Linked DNA regions of Nomascus leucogenys: region 2 is linked to region 1. A link is a contact called in public Hi-C data. All regions are on one chromosome and are shown on one strand. Each heading gives the region's core, a stretch centred on a gene start, on an enhancer-like site or on the middle of the called end of the contact. The rest is flanking DNA. Distances are from core to core; before and after follow the strand shown.

The links. Hi-C and Micro-C count contacts between places; a contact is called where the count stands out from the background.
Region 2: a Hi-C map of a lymphoblastoid cell line shows a contact between it and region 1, with 6 times the contacts expected there. The contact joins the enhancer-like site here to the promoter of P2RX3 in region 1. A contact is called at or near these places in 3 of 4 Hi-C or Micro-C datasets (a lymphoblastoid cell line and an unstated tissue).

What each region holds. Positions count from the first base shown.
Region 1 is chr4:76,750,645-76,753,195 of Asia_NLE_v1, reverse strand. It overlaps P2RX3 (P2X purinoceptor 3), which reads right to left and starts at 1,264. Exons shown (of 12, transcript XM_030810123.1): 1 at 945-1,264. The coding sequence starts at 1,063.
Region 2 is chr4:76,897,156-76,899,706 of Asia_NLE_v1, reverse strand. No RefSeq gene overlaps it. Among named protein-coding and RNA genes, the nearest start is that of RTN4RL2, 22 kb to the right of the region's middle. Within about 2 kb of position 1,281, the one cell type or tissue checked has an H3K27ac peak away from gene starts, as active enhancers do. A contact at or near this core is called in a lymphoblastoid cell line, where this site is marked.

The DNA.
Region 1 (2,551 bases), core at 15-2,514:
AGTGTGTGGAAATGACCACAAGAAGGATAGGACCTGCATTCTTCCCCAGCCATTGTCTGCTCCACAGCCCTTTGTGTGTGTGTGTGTGTGTGTGTGCGCGCGCTTCCAGGCGGTGGGGGCTGAGAGGGGATGGTTGCACCTTCCTGGCTCTTAAGCAACTCCTAGGATGGGTTACATGGCACAGGGTCAAGGAGAGGTAGGGAACTTATGCCTTTTGACAAAGAGGAGCATTTCTAGATTCCTGGGGAGGGAGCTGCACCACGTTCAGGAAAGCTCCTTTTCTCCTTGGCCCCTCTTCCCTTGGGCCTATGTTTGTTTCTTCATCAAGGGGCAGTTCCCTCTTTGTCCTCCCGTTCAAGAGCAGAGGGCTTCTCCCTTGCCCTTCTCTCTCTCACCATCTCACCCATCCATGCCAGAAGGAAATTCCTCATTCTAAAATGGATCCAGTTCTCTCTTTCCCTCCCGGCCACCAACTTGATCAACCTGCCACCACCCCCTTGTCTCAGTGCCTTCCCTTCCCTATTCCTGTGCTGTCTTGTCTTTTTGAGACCCCGAAGAGTTGACTGAGGGGAATTCGAAGATGTGGGAGGGGGTCTGCCTGTTCTCTTGTTGGGGAGATGAGAGCAGGGAGGGTGCAGATGGAGCTCCTGAGCCCTCCCTCGGTGGAGGGCAGTGCCAGGGCAGGGACCCTACTCCTCCGAGCGTGTGCCTTGAAACCACTTTCAACTCTGGAGGATGAACCGGGAAAAGAATTCATCTGGGTGAATTCAGGTCCTAGGTGGGGGTGGCAGAGGCCAGTCTTTAAGACTCGGCTCCACAGAAGAAACTGTTTCTCCCAGGAGGGGAGGAGCTCAGGAAGCTGGACGGTAGCACCGAGGCAGGAGGGTGAAGATGGGATGCCAGGCAGCCCACCCCACCAGGGACCTGAAGGGCCACAGACTCACCCTACAAAGTAGGAGATGATCAGAAGCTGAACTACTCGGTTGATGATCCCGATGGTCCAGCTCTTCACAACCACCGACTTGGTGGTCTCATAGGTGAAGAAGTCAGATATGCAGTTCATGCTGAGAGAGTGCTCAGGGGACACTCAGAAGGGGGCCCAGTGGTGGCCTCAGGAGAGGGAGGTCCTACAGGACAGGGAGATGAGATCACGACCTGGAGGGGGCAGCTTAGAGGGGTCGGAGGAATGGGGAGCCTGTCCCTTTAAGCCAGGCAATCCTAGTCAGGTTCTCTCTGCTCTTGATACTCTGGCTTCCAAGAGGCCGGGACCAGGGCGGGGGACCCCCTTTTTGTTCGTCTCCACCCCACTCCCCTGTGATGTCACAGCAGGGGTGGGGTCTCCAATCCTGGGCTCCTGATTGCCTGGGATGTAGCTGGCTGGAGCCCTCTGGGACTAATGTTTTATCTGCACTCTGTCTACTGTTTCTGTTCTGTTCTCTTCTGCAGCATCCTCATCCCAGCTCACCAGCTGCTCACGCTCTCCCTAAAGCCCCTTGCAATTTCCCATCCCCCAGTCACCTAACAACCTGCCTGAGCTAAGGATCCCTTCATTCCTGAGTGTCTGCCAAATTCCACCCAGTTCTGCAGCCGTCTCCTTTCCTGAGTTGCCCCCGGTGGCATGGGTCAGGGGGAGAGGGTCTCTTGAAAGTTTTTCTGGGTCTTCTGGGGTGTGATGAGTAAAGAGTCACATATTTCTAACTCCAGTTGGTAATGAGCTTTGCTCTACCTGTAGCATAGCAGTTAGCACTTCTTTTTTTGTTTGTTTTGCTTTTTTTTTTATCATTATAGTTTAAGTTCTATGGTACATGTGCACAACATGCAGATTTGTTACATATGTATACATGTGCCATGTTGGTGTGTTGCACCCATTAACTCATCATTTACATTAGGTATATCTCCTAATGCTATCCCTCCCCACTCCGCCCGCCCCATGACAGGCCCCCGTGTGTGATGTTCCCCACCCTGTGTGCAAGTGTTCTCATTGTTCATTTCCCAACTATAAGTGAGAATATGCAGTGTCTGGTTTTCTGTCCTTGCGAAAGTTTGCTCAGAATGATGGAGTCCAGCTTCATCCGTGTCACTGCAAAGGACATGAACTCATTCTTTTTTATGGCTGCATAGTATTCCATAGTGTATATGTGCCAACTTCTTTTTTTTTTTTTAAACTGTCAGTTTATTTATCAAAATCATTTGTTAGATTATGTTTTCCTGAAAGGTTGGGGCTGGGTTTTTTTTTTCTTTCTTTCCTTCCCTTCCTTCCTTTTTTTTTTTTTCTCTTTCTTTTTTTTTTTTTTTTGACAGAGTCTCGCTCTGTCACCCGGGCCAGAGTGCAGTGGCATGATCTCAGCTCACTGCAACCTCTGCCTCTTGGGTTCAAGTAACTCTTGTGCCTCAGCCTCCTGAGTAGCTGGGATTATAGGCACCTGCCACCATGCCTGGCTAATTTTTGTATTTTTAATAGAGACGGGGCTTCACCACGTTAGCCAGGCTGGTCTCAAACTCCTGACCTCAAGTGATCTCCTCGCCTTGGCCTCTCCAAGTGCTAGGATTA
Region 2 (2,551 bases), core at 32-2,531, 150 kb before region 1:
TAGGACAGAATGCTTTAGAAAGAAGGCTAAGGTATGACTCAAACTTTCCCACCATAGCATCCCTAGGGCCTGCCGAAAGTAACACTTTTTTGGAGTCTCCTATTTTATCTTAAAACTTTATGCAAATTTTAAGCTTCCTTGTTATACTATATTTACATTTACCTTTAACATTAAAGTGAGGCTTTAAAGTAAATAAATAAAGTGAGGCTTTAAAATTATCTACATCAAGAGAAGACACCATCAGTGAGGACAAGAGATCTTGCAGAAAGACATACCTTATTTATTCAGCCCTGCACCTGCTTGTGCCCCTGGGGCATAAGCCATGGAGGTTAGAGCAAGTCCCCAAATGAAGGGAAAACTAACATTGGTTTAGGATCTGTCTGTTCTACACAGCTATCTCATTTTATCCAAACTATAGCCTAAGAGGTTGGTGTTGTCATTCTTTCTTGTCGCTGTAGGAAACAAGCCCAGAGAGGTTAAGGCACACACCCAAGGGCACACAGTGTTAGGTGGTGGAGCTCAATTTGGAACCTCGGCAGTCTGTGGAAAGGAGAGCTCTGCAGAAAGGAGGTCCCAAGCTTCTTTCTGGTTCTCAGCTGCTCCTGGGCCTTGGCCATCCCCCCCACCTCCAAAGGTTGGCTCTGTAAGACAGCATTCCAGATAAGCCATTTTCCCTCCCTTTGTCTTTGTTTCTCTTGAGAAGTTAATAAGAGAGACTGACCCCTCCATTGTCAGATAGGAAAACCTGTCCTCAGGGGTCTGGAGACTTGGCAAAGTCAAATCGCAGATCCCTGCTGCTCTGAGCCCAGACTCCCGACTTCCAACACTGACTCTTTTTGTTTTTTGCAAAGTACAAAATCAGAATTGGACAGCACCCACCAGCGGGTTCCGCTGGTTTTCAGTGGGCTTGCCGGGGTCTCTGCACTCTCTGTCCGGGATCCTCAATTTGCGAATAGTCTGGGGAGGCTGAGCGAGAGCCAGGAGCGGACCCGGGGGGAAGCGCCACGTGCGCGCCAGGTCCTTGGTGTGCCCGGCAGGCGGCGCTGCGTGGCTGCGGCTGGCGCCGAGGGTGCGAGGGGCGGCGACCCGGGAGGGAAAATCCCTGACTCTTCCTGGGTCTTGGGTTCCAGAGCCCCTACCTGGGGCTTGCTCTGCCCGTCCTTTAAACTCTCCCTACACCCTCCCCGACCCCCGTCCTTGCAAGCCTTATCTGCAGCCTCACCGGCCCTCGCAACGGTGGTGGTGGTGGTGGGGGGGGGTCTCGAAGCTTGCCGCTGGCCAGCCGGACCCCGGGGGGAGATGGAGGCAGAAATTCCGGCCTCCTAAGAGAAGGGCGTCTGCTCACTCCCCCACTCCCCGGGGCTTGGGGAGGGGGCTGGGCAGGGGCGGAAGCGAGCTGGAGCCGTGTTTGTCGCGGCGCTGCGGAGTGGAACAGATGGCTGGGGAGGGGAGAGGGTGCGTGGCGGGGAGGAGGAGGGGTGCGGGGGCCGGAGGATGGGAACGAGGAATTTCGACGCCCGGAGTCTCCCAGGAGAAGCCCCCCTCCCCATCTTTTCCCAGAAAGGGGGGCGGATATGGGCCTGCCTTTTTCCCGGAGAGCCCTGGCCTCTGGCCTGTGGCAGACCCTACCGCGCAATCCTCCGCCCCAGGAAGCGCCCCTCACCCCCAACCCCCGACCGCAGGACGGGGTGGCGGGGTCAGGACCGCGGGGAGCGGCCCGGGTCTCGAGGGTTAATGGGGCCGCCCTCCCAGGGGCGAGGGGGCTGCGGGAAACGGGCTCGGTGTGGGGAACGAGTTCTGGGATCGCAAATAGCAAAGGAAAAACGTGTTAATTGGAGCTTTATGCAGATGAGCTAGGACTGGGGACTGTGGGGTAGAAGGAGGGACAAGGTCGGACCTCGAGGAGCGTTGGTGGGTTCTGGCCAGGGGAGTGATGGACGCCTATCCAGATAGCTGCGTGTTGAGCCTCCGGGGAAGGACGCTGGTGCCCGGGGATGAGAGGCTTCCTCTCTGATCCCCGCCCCAGAAACAAGGTGGGGGGCTCTCCAAGGTCTCCACGTCCTGGGTCACAGATCGCCACGAAGAGAGGGCGGGGCGCACCCTGCAAGTGTCTGCTTCGGTTTCTGGCTGCTGACCTGTCTCACCTTGGCTGTGGCCCTCTCCTCCCCGGTCTGGCTTGGTCTCCACTCACTTTGCCTCCTCTATCTGTTATTCCCCACACCTGGCATCACCCTTTCCACTCAGTATTGTCTGAAACCTTCCCCAAGTGTGACCCCTTCCCCCTTTGCATTTTCCTGTCTGCCCCCCACGGAACCACTCCACCTTTGAGGCGTGTTTCAAACTTTGGAGTGCTTCATAACCCACCTCCACTTGCTAACATGCAGATTCCAGGGCCCCTTTAGCTATCTGATTCAGCAGATGTGAGGGGCTCAGGAATCAGCTTCCTACTTAAATCAGATGCAAAAGGCCCTTATTTTATAGAAACACTGGGTAAGGGATTGGTGGGCTGGAAAGGTTGGGCAAGTCTCCTTTGACAGCCCCCACCCCTTCC